Regions from separate parts of the Rattus norvegicus genome. Here region 1 is linked to region 2. A link is a contact called in public Hi-C data. All regions are on one chromosome and are shown on one strand. Each heading gives the region's core, a stretch centred on a gene start, on an enhancer-like site or on the middle of the called end of the contact. The rest is flanking DNA. Distances are from core to core; before and after follow the strand shown. Region 1 has its middle 10 kb from the start of Kcng3. Region 2 overlaps Mta3 (metastasis associated 1 family, member 3).

The links. A called contact is a pair of places that touch in the nucleus more often than the background predicts.
Region 1: a contact with region 2 is called in a Hi-C map of kidney, with 2.9 times the contacts expected there. The contact joins two enhancer-like sites. A contact is called at or near these places in 3 of 12 Hi-C or Micro-C datasets (kidney, liver and mammary epithelial cells).

The regions. Positions count from the first base shown.
Region 1 is chr6:16,790,702-16,796,566 of GRCr8, forward strand. No RefSeq gene overlaps it. Among named protein-coding and RNA genes, the nearest start is that of Kcng3, 10 kb to the right of the region's middle. Within about 2 kb of position 1,925, at least 2 of the 93 cell types and tissues checked have an H3K27ac peak or open chromatin away from gene starts, as enhancers often do. A contact at or near this core is called in kidney, where this site is marked.
Region 2 is chr6:16,676,845-16,682,261 of GRCr8, forward strand. Mta3 (metastasis associated 1 family, member 3) reads right to left here. Exons shown (of 17, transcript NM_001106705.2): 7 at 4,420-4,522; 8 at 936-1,035. Among named protein-coding and RNA genes, the nearest start is that of Mta3, 60 kb to the right of the region's middle. Within about 2 kb of position 1,492, at least 1 of the 93 cell types and tissues checked has an H3K27ac peak or open chromatin away from gene starts, as enhancers often do. A contact at or near this core is called in kidney, where this site is marked.

The sequences.
Region 1 (5,865 bases), core at 675-3,174, 110 kb after region 2:
CCTAGTCAAGCCTACCTGTGAGGTAGCATCCTTATAAATACTAACAGAAATGAGTGATGGGTGTAGAGATGTTTAAATAAACTGTATTTAGAAAAAACATTATTTAGAGAAGCAGGAGCCAGAAAGGTGGCTCAGTGTGTGAAAGGCACTTTCTCTGCAGGTCTGGTAACCCGGGTTTGAGCCCTAGAACCCACACAAAGGTAAGAAAAAACTGACTCAAAAAAAATCTCCACATGTAAGTCACATACATCTCTCTCGCCTCCCTTTACACACTACTACTACCACCACCACTACTACTACTACTACTACTACTACTGCTGCTGCTGCTGCTGCTGCTGCTGCTGCTGCTGCTACTACTACTACTACTACTACTACTGCTACTACTACTGCTACTACTACTACTGCTACTACTGCTACTGCTACTGCTACTACTACTACTACTACTACTGCTACTACTACTACTGCTACTACTACTGCTACTACTACTACTGCTACTACTACTGCTACTACTACTACTGCTACTACTACTGCTACTACTACTACTACTACTACTACTACTGCTACTGCTACTACTACAAGTTTTGGAAAATCGGTCATTGGAACCAGGCCTGTAATTCCAGCACTTAGCAGGCTGAGGCAGGGGTATTGCTTTGAGTTCAAGGTTAATCATGGATGCATAATGAAAAAAAAAAAAAACCGAGCCAACTTAATAACTTAGCAAATAAATAAAACGACAGTGGAGACATAGCTGAACTTAGGATTGGTGAGGCCCTGGGTTTTATCTCTAGCATTGCAAAAGAAAGAAAAAGGCGGGTAATAGTTTGCCGACCTCAGACCTGGAGCATCTGGTACTCTGTCACTCTCGCTGGGTGTTTAGAGCATCAATCTATTTGAACGGTGCAGCCACAAGAAAGGCTTGTGTCTGACTGAGGTCAGCATCAAGAGATGTTCCGCTCAAGTGGTGGCTCACACCTTTCATCCCAGCACTTGGGAGGCAGAGGTAGAGGCAGGAGGATCTCTGTGAGTTTGAGGCCAGCCTGGTCTACAAAGTGAGTTAGAAAACAGCCAGGGTTACACAGAGAAACCCACTCTCAAAAAACCCAAAACAACAAAGAGAGAAAGGGCTGGGATGGAGGTCCAGGTCTCAAGACATTTGTTTTAGCACAGGTTGGTGGTACATGTCTGTTATCACAATTTCTCAGGAGGCTGAGGCAGGGCCATCAAAACTCTGAGGTCAGCCTGGGCTACAGAATGAATTTAAGGCCAGCTTCACGTGGGAGTGGACACCCTTCAGTCCACTTCAGTACAGGACTGGAAAGGGAGAGAGGGAGGGAGGGCGAGAGAATGAGTTGGGGGAGGGCTTTGAGAGAGAACATTTGTTCAACTGAGACTGACTGACCCACACTCAATGCCTGCCTAACTCTTTCTGAAATTCTGAGCGAAGGTCAGATAGTCTAAATCATACTCCAAGAATGAGAGCCTCCCCCAGGCAAAGGTGAGCTGAGATGTTCTCTGGAGGAGCAGCTGGGGACCACAGCCTCTCTGTCATTGATTTAGCTAGTCTATAAAATTGAGGGCAGCCTAAACATTCCTCTAACCCCCACCTCCCCCAGAGGCCTGAGTCCAATGACAGAGCACTATTACTGTATACCTCCCATTTTCATAGTCTGGGAAAATATAGTTTTCTTGGCATTATTAAAATTGGGGTTCCCGTTGGCCTTGTAACTCTGGATGCCTCGGTGATGTCTAATCTATACAGGATATAAATCTCACTCCTGAAGTTGGCTACCGGGCTGAAAGTACAGCGAGCCGTAAACTGCGAGTCTTGACGAAACATGACTCAGCAGAAGTTACACACCATTTGTCTTTCCACAAGCGTCCATTGCTATCGACACGGGCCACTGGAACAGCTACCGAGGGCTTGCTAATCCCTCTACAACTGTCCAAGTTCAACGCACTGTGAACCTGGAGGCTGGGATGCCCGGGCGTCCTCGGAGGACTTGGCGAGCCTATTTTCTTCTCTTCTGAGATTTACACTGACATGTACTCTGACTGTTCCTGCAGCTTCATCCATCACGAGAGAAGCCAGTGAAAGGGTACAAAAGCCTCTTGGCTACACAGATTCCTGTTTGTGATTACTTCCCTCTGGAGAAGAAAACAAATCCTACTTGGAAGACAAAGTCCTAGCAAACTTTAAGCAGAGGGCTCGGCTACTTCGGCCAGAAAAGGTGATTTTTTTTCCAGACAGACACTTAAGTCACCCAGGGGGCTGCATGGAAGAATCCTGCAAAGCTGGGAGGGTCACGGCAAGAGAGCTACCACAGGAGAGTTACAGCAGGTACTCATCGCCTGGCTTGGTGAGCCACGGGCTCTGCTCCCTGACCCAGACCTGATTCAGGCTTATAGTAACAAAAATGAAGCTTTTCAGGGTCGTCTCTAAAAACCACAACTAAAAACCAGGCGTAGTGGCTCACATCTTTAACCCCGGCACTCAGAAGGCAGAGGCAGAAGGTTTTCTGTGAGTTGAAAGCTAGCCTGGTTTAAATAGGGAGCTCTAGGCTAGCTAGAGCTGCAGGAGAACCCATCTGTGGTGGTTTGCATATGCTTGGCCCAGGGAGGTACTGTTAGGGGGTGTGGCCCTGCCGGAGTAGGCGTGTCACTGTGGGTGTGGCTTTAAGACCCTCATCCTGGCTGCCTGGAAGCCAGTCTTCTGCTAGCAGCCTTAGGATGAAGATGTAGAACTCTCAGCTCCTCCTGCACCACGCCTGTCTGGATGCTGCCATGCTCCCGCCTTGATGATAACGGACTGGACCTCTGAACCTGTAAACCAGCCCCAATTAAATGTTGCTCTTATAAGGGTTGCCTTGGTCATGGTGTCTCTTCACAGCAGCAAAACCCTAACTAAGACACCATCTCAAGAAATTAGTGGATGGGGGTTGGGGATTTAGCTCAGTGGTAGAGCGCTTGCCTAGCAACCGCAAGGCCCTGGGTTCGGTCCCCAGCTCCGAAAAAAAAGAAAAAAAAATTAATGGATGAATAAATAAATTAATGAAATAAATTGGTGGTGTGGAGACGGCTTAGGGGGTAAAGATGCTCACTGGAAGCCTACTTACCTGATTTCCACACAGGTTGGAAGAGAATGACTCCCACAAATTGTCTTCTGGCCTCTATAAAGATACCCTGCCCTCCACACAAATATAACAGTAACAACAACCCTGTCTAAAGCAGTGGTCGGCTCCTGGTTAGTTCCAGGTGCTGACGTACCCATTCCTGAGTGGGCTGAGAATCAACCAAATCCCGATGTTTGAGGGTAGCCTGAGCAACACTGAGACCCCCTTCTTAGAACAGAAACTATCTGCAAACCTTCCAGATCAGTGGTTCTCAACCTTCCTAACGCTTCCGCCGTTTCATAGTTCCTCATATTGTGGTGAGCCCCAACCATAAAATTATTTTGCTGCTCCTTTTAATTTTTTTTTTTTTTTCTGGAGCTGGGGACCGAACCCAGGGCCTTGCGCTTCCTAGGTAAGCGCTCTACCACTGAGCTAAACCCCCAGCCCCATTGCTGCTCCTTTTAAACTGTACTTTGGCTACTGTTATAAATCATGATGTCAACATCCGACATGCAGGATGTCTGATATGCAACCCCTCCACGGGTGGTGGCCCACAGGTTGAAAGCCGATGTTCTGGATGCACAGGCACCTTTCCACTGAGTTATTTCTGCTAACCTGTTGGAACATCAGCAAACTGAGGCTCGTGGTTTCTTCCCAGAGAAAGACAACGGGATCACACACCAGAACTGAGTGATTTTTCTCTCCCACCAAACACTGCAATGCCAGCACCCGGGAAGTGACAGCAGCAAGATGAGGAGTTCAAGGTCATCTTCAATTAAACAAGGAACTCAAGCCCACCTTGAGCTACCTGGGATCCCACCTCAACAAACAAAAACACATAAATCAGAAACCCAGCACTGGGGTGATGCCAGCCAGCACGGGGGTGGGGTGGGGTTGAAGCTGATGGAGCTTGAGGCCAGAGCTACAGTGAGATCTTCTCTCAACCCCCACCCTCAAACCAAAACCGAACAACTCGTTCCCAAGCCAGATAATACGGAACTGAGACTCTTAAATAAAATACTCTGAAGATTTCATTTTAACTCCTGCACTTTGGGGGGAAATAGAGTTGCCGTTGAAGAGGGGCTGATGCTAATCTGGCTGCATCTACGATGGGAAGATCATTACCGGAAACGCTGCAGCCAACCGCAGGCTCAGTAGTTCCTGAGGCAGAGCTGATAGCCCTGGGCTTGGGAAGGAAGGCTGGGATTGTGGGCAGGCAAGAGATTGCTGGGAGAAGGGTAAAAACTGCAGGTGTTTTGAAAGCTGACTCCTAAACCAGCTAATCTTGGTTCATTAATGCTGGTAAAGGCCCTTCTACTCTTTGCGGAATGAATAGAACTCAGCGGGAGACTTCATTCATTGTGAAAACGTCTTTGATTTTCTCCTGCGTGGAATCTGAGTGCGGCTCAATGCGAGAAAGGGCAGGATGAGGGATCCCCGTTGTCTGACAGGTTTTCCCACTTCCTGACTCAAGGCTCTTCCGCTAGAAGGTGTCTCCCCTTATCTTGAGTACCCAGGCAAGGGATTGGGTCGGGTGTCTGAAATGGTGAGCCATTTAAGCAGAAACCATTGATTTCCGTATTTCCTAGAGCTCTTAAGCCAAGGCACAGAACCTCCATTTCTCTTCAGTTTCTTTTTGTCTTATGTTCATTCCCGTTTCTGCTGCACGCATGTACGCATGTGAACTGCATGCATAAGGAGTCTTAAGAGGGTGCCAGATCATCTGCACCAGATGACAGGGGACTGAGGTGGTGGAACGGGATCCAAGTACTCTGTGAGAGCAGCAAATACTCTTAACGGCTGAGCTATCTCTGTGCTTTATATTTTTGAGACTGGATATTGCCATGTAGCTCAGGTTGGCTTTGAACTCGGGATCCTTCTGCCTCAGTTTCCCGGTACTGGGACTGCAGGTATATCCCACGACACCCAGCTCAGACTGCTTTTTAATTTTTATTTATTAATCTGACGGCTTTATTGAACTGTACTTCATAACGCGCCGATCTGAAAGTCCACAGTGGTTATCTCTTCTTGACTTGTGGCCCTGGTCTGCTGGCTACCAGTTCCTCTCCAGGGGCAGCGCTGCGGGGAGGGAACCCAGAACTGCCGGGAGCCGAGTCCAGCAACTTTCCTGATTGGAACATTTGCTGGGTAGGGAGTGAAGTGGGCACGCGTTGACACAAGGTGGGAGCCCATCAAACCAGTGAGAAGTGTTTCTGCAGTGCTTGGAACTGCAGCCACCACAGGCTCGTGGTGGGGGTCGGGGAGCGGCGCCAACATCTCTGCCAAAATATGTGGAAATTGAAGTGGTTTTCCCCAGATGTCTAATTCCAGCCTTAGTCCCTGTGCCAGTTCAGCACTCAGAGAACAGTATTTAAGCAAATGGTGATTGTTGTGTATGCTTCCACTCAGCCGCCCTGCACTTTGGAAAGGCAAAAGGCAGGGAAAAGTTGCTGTGGGTGGGGGCCCGCCTCAGGGTCCCTGCTTCCAAAGGCAGTGAGAGAAGCTGGCTGTGAAGACAGATGACGGAGCTCAACAGGGAGCAGGCAAATGAGCTCGATGATCTTACAAAGTCTACGGTTTGACTAGTTTTAGGTTTGCTGCAAGATTGAGGAGGTTCAGCTGTCCTGCCATCCCCACACACAGCCTCCCCCATAATTCACACCAGAATCTATCACAGTGGAGGGCTCTGCAGGGACACCCGTACCATGACTTCACACCAAAGCTTAGTCTCGACTTTAGGCCTTCTGTAGGTTCG
Region 2 (5,417 bases), core at 242-2,741:
AAAAAGTGAAATTAAAACAGCAATAAAACCACCACCAAATAATCCAGGCACTGAGACAGAAGCAGGAGGATCAGAGTTTCAACATCCCCCATACCTACACAGTGAGTTCAAGGCCAGCCTTGATCACATGAGCCCCTGTCTCAAATTTTTTTTCTTTTTTAAAGAAACATTTGGATGTGCTTGGGAGTGTGTGTGAAATGCCTGAATATGAGCAAAGTATAACAAGTATGAAAATATCATAATAAGGGGCTGGAGAGATGGCTCAGTGGATAAGAGCACTGCCTGCTCTCCCAGAGGTCCCAAGTTCAATTCCCAGCAACCACATGGTGGCTCACAACCATCTGTAATGGAATCCAATGCCCTCTTCTGGTGTGTCTGAAGACAGCTACAGTGTACTGATATAAATAAAATAAATAAATCTTTTTTTAAAAAAAAGAATATAGGGGCTGGGGATTTAGCTCAGTGGTAGAGCGCTTACCTAGGAAGCGCAAGGCCCTGGGTTCGGTCCCCAGCTCCGAAAAAAAAAAAAAAGAATATAATAAAACACAATATTTGAACATTAAAAATTCACCCCCAAATTGAAATGTGGTTATCACAGCGATAGTCTCAATAGTGATAGCAACAGTGACCCCTTCTGTATAAAAAAGAATAAAATACTGTCAGTGACCTAAGGCCAAGCAGATAGATGAACAGGGAAAAGCACAAAGCCTGAAGAAACCAAACAAGTAGCGTCCTGCTACTCTCCACCCATTCCCTAACACTGTTCACTTGTCCCAGCTCACAAACAAGAGGTCACTCAGGAGCCCAGTTAACCAACTGCTAACCTGAGTCAACTTCATAGTCAACGGCTAACAGCCAAAGATCTCCGATTCTACGGAATGGTTATAATTGAGCAAGCAGCCAAAGATTACCCCAAATGGCAAAAGGCTTCTTACCAAGGTGATGTCTCGGGAGGCCGCAGCCGCGCTCATATGCAGGCTGGGCTGCCTCACAGAGCTGCTGCAATCCAGGGCACGGGCAAATGTTCCCACGGCACTGAGGAAGCCAAACACAGTTGAGAACAGTGAGCCAGGTACTCCTTTAATTTTTTAAAAAACTCTCTGTTTTACATTTAGTGTGTGAGAAGGGTGTCTGTGTGTGCCTATATGTGTGTGTGCTTGTATGTATGTGCGCCTGTGTGTATGCCTTTGTGTCTGGTGTGTGTTTGTGTGTGCCTGTGTGTGTGATGTGTGTGTGATGTGTGTGTGTGTGTGTGTGTGTGTGTTATGGGAAATGCCAAGCCATATGTATATGTGTGCACACATGCAGAAAGCAGAGGTCAGCTCCAGCATTACTGGTAGGAGCTGTCCCCTTATTTTTGAGAGAGTTGTTCACACTAGAACCTAAGGGCTTACATCTAGGACAGCAAGTCAGGGTGTCCCCACTTGCCTCCACAGCACAGGGCTTACAAGCCCACATCAGCACATACAAGTCTGAGGGACTGAACTTAGGCCTTCATGCTTTACCAGCATAAGCTTGACTGACAGAGGAAGCTGTGGGCCAGCCCCTCCCTGCCTTTATGTTTTAACTGGAAGCAGGAACTGAAGCAGAAACCAGGGAGGACGACTACACTTTTGGATAGTAAATTAGTAAATAATTAACTCTAAAAGAAAGGAAAAACAAATTGTTGGATGTTTCGGAATTAAATATCAATTGAAAGGTATTTTTCTTGTTTAAAGTTTAACACAGACTGAGTAATCCTGAGAAGTAAAATTTTCAAAAATTCCAAACCTTTGAGTACTGATGTGACACCATAAATAATTCTGTTCTAAACTTTGTTTCCTGTACAACCTCATCTGCATGAAGGATGGTGTGGTGGCAAATCCCTTTAATCCCAGTGCTAGGGAGGCTGAGGCAGGAGGATATCTATGAGTTGGAAGCCAGCCTGGTCTACATAGTGAGTTCCTGGCCAGCCAAGGCTACATGGCGAGACCCTATCTGAAAACAAAACAACAAAAACGTATTGTATGAACTTCCTTTCAAGCTCTATATAATACGTATGAAACAAACGATTTTCATGTTTAGTCTGGGGACCCATCCCCAAGACAGCTCATCACACAGGCAGATGCCAAATCCGAAACAAACCACAAACCTGGACTGTGAAAAGTTCTGGTTCCAAGCACTTACGCGTATGTGGGTAATTATCATTCAAGCAAGGAGAAAAAAACCAAACTGAAAAAACCCCAAACCTGTGTGGTCATAGAGAAGGAAAGGAAGATGGAGTCTAAAATGCCGCGGGACAGATCATTTGGTATTCAGACGTGCTCAAAAATAGGAAAAGGAAATGAACTGAGAGTTTGACTACCACCGTGAAGCAAGTTCTAAATACCAACCGTGGAATCCCAGGAACGTTTCTCACATAGAATGTTATAACAGAAACCCCTTCCTGTGGAGACTCAAAATAATACATTTTTTTTTACTACATCCTTTTTAAGAAGCAACTTCCACAGCACCGATTTCCATTTGTAATAATCTAGAGCCTTTGTGTGTGCAAGGAGCCTTACTTAATCCCACGGGTGCAGGATGCATGGGCTGCCTGCTTTGCTAAATGTGAGAGCTGGGGAAGGTGTTTCTTCACCTCAGTTTACTTAAAATCTGATCGGTAATAAAAAGCCCTACCATACTATACAGATACTCGGTTCTCACAGAGTCAATGTGGCCAGGGTCCAACCAACTCCCACGTGAAGAATTAGAAGGTGGTCAACCCTTCCCACACTCCTCCCAAAAGGACCAACCACTGCAACTTCAAAAACAAACAAACAAACAAACAAACAAACAAACAAACAGATCAACATGGCTGACTGTGGTGACTCAGGTCTTCAGTCTGGGAGTCAGAGGCAAGAGGATCTCTGTGAGTTCCAGGCCAGCCAGGGTTACACAGTGAGACCCTGTTTCAAACAAACAAAAGCTAATAATAACCGCAGATACAAAAATGACACCGTACCAGGCTCTCACTGTGAAGTTGAGGCCAGCCCATAGCTTCCCAAGTGTTGGAACTATAGGTGTGCGCTGTCATTACTGGCACCACCAGGATGCTAAGACCACAGCTGAGTGTTCCGCACACGCATCAGACACGCTGCTGTTTGAGGTCAGGTCTCTGTGGCACAGGCTCACTTGGAATGTGGTGTGGCAGCTCGGACAGCATCCAACTCCAAATCTGGCATTTGCCTTCCGGGCTCTGGGTCGATTACAGCCCCTCACATGGCTGCACACTTCTCCCCTTGTTTAAATCCGCTTAAAGGTGTCTAAGTTGTTGGAGTGATATTAATACATTTCCTCTGAAATGGCCTCTCTTGCCTCCTAACCTCTCCAACTGGACAATAAATATCACATCTCCACCCGGACATCACCACAGTGGAGCTGCTGTGACGGCTGCTACTAAAGCCTTTTGCATGCACATCCTCCAGTGCCCAGGATGCTTTTCTCCTGTATGAGGAATTGGCAGAGAGAGAGATGCAGGATGTGTGGGAATCAACAGCAAACAGTCTTTCAAAGTAGCTGTGCCAGTTTATATTCCCACTAGGTGGACCAGACAATGCTGACTGTTCCATACCTACACGCGCCCTTAGCACTTTACAGCTGCAGGGTGCGGGGACTCAACCACAGAGCACAGGACGTGTACCTGAGGCCACGAACCAGCGCTATAAAGGTGGGACAGGAGATGGTGGAGGCTACAACTGCAGTAATGTGGTTGGAACAGGTGCTGGGCATAGTGTGGAATAACCTGTACTCATAGCATCCAGGAGGCTGAGACAGGAGGATTGCTACAAGTTTGAGGACAGTTTGACTATAACAGAATGAGATCCTGTGTGGGAAAAACAAAAAAAAAAACAACAAAAACTAAAAACCATTGATTCTAATTTTTATTTAGATTTGGTATTTGGAGGTTTTGTTTACCCATTTCATTGTTCCCATTTCATATAAGTCAATAATATACATAGTTGGAGAAAGAAAAAAAAAACCAGGATGTAAATAAAACTGGAAAACTTCAGGCCTCCTCAACAATCTACCACTCGGAGAGTTTCCTGAGCACAGAGTCAGTGCCACATCCACAGTGAGACCTGACCTTAAAAGAGGGGTGGGGAGGGGGAAGAAAGGAAGGGAGAAAACGAAGACTGCGGAGCTGGCTGCTCTCACAGGACCTGGATTCGATTCTCAGCACCCACATGACAGCTCACAACCGTCTGTAACTTTAGTTCCAGGATAACCGATAACCTCTCTGGCCTCCAAAAGCAACAGGCACACACATATATACATTTACATACACGCAGGTAAAGAATCATACACATAAAATAAAAATAACAAGTCCTTTTTAAAAAGAACTGTCCATAAGCGTAAGTGCTTTCACATAAAGACTTGACTCTATAGTGGCATACTCACCGGGCTACAACTAAAAACTGGTCAATCTGTCGATCCGTAAGCGGACTATTGGGGTCCCAAACCTTAACTTCCAATTTTGATTGTTCCCTCTCATCTGAGTCGCCTGCCCAAAGACAAAGGAAAGGGAGTGTTGTTACTGACAGGGTAGCACATGGTTGTTCTTGACACTGTAGCACATGGCTGCTATGTGGTTGTTGCTATTGACACTGTAGCACATGGCTGCTATGTGGTTGTTGCTATTGACACTGTAGCATATGGTTGCTGTTATTGACAATGTAAGCATGTGTTTATTGTTATTAACACTGCAGAGTGGTTGATACTCACACTGTAGCATATGGTTGTTGTTGTTGTTATTGACACTGTAGCATGTGGTGGTTGTTATTGACACTACAGTATGTGGTTATTGTATTTGACACTAGCATGTAGTTATTTATTGATATTGTAGCACGTGGTTATTGTTAGTCACACTGTAGCATATGGTTGACACTATGGTTACCAACATGTTAGAAATGCTCAAATGTCAGGCACACAGTGGTCACCTCTGAGTACATCCTTTGATAGCAGGTGTGCAGAAACTGCGACACAACAAAACCTACACTGTGGTAGTGTTAGCATACACCCCCTGAGACCTCATCCAGGAGTGAGGGTGCATGCCCACAATTCCTCCACCTTGGAGATAGAGACAGGAAAATGGACAAGTTCCAGGCCATCTAGGACAACACATCGAGGCACTATCTCAACGACTTCAAAACTAATTACAAGACTGTCTAGCTATCCACTATTTTTTAAAACCACATAAAGTTGGGGAAATGTAGATCCAGAAATGTTCTTACACAGCAGAGATCCTCTAACCATCTGAAGATTTTTGGGAACATAAACTATTTCTTCAGTATATTCCTGACATACACCAGCAGTATTCCTGTGTGGAAGGACCAAGGTGTATCACAATCCTAGAAGCCCTTTCCTGGACAGCTGGAAATATCTGCTTCCTAAATAAA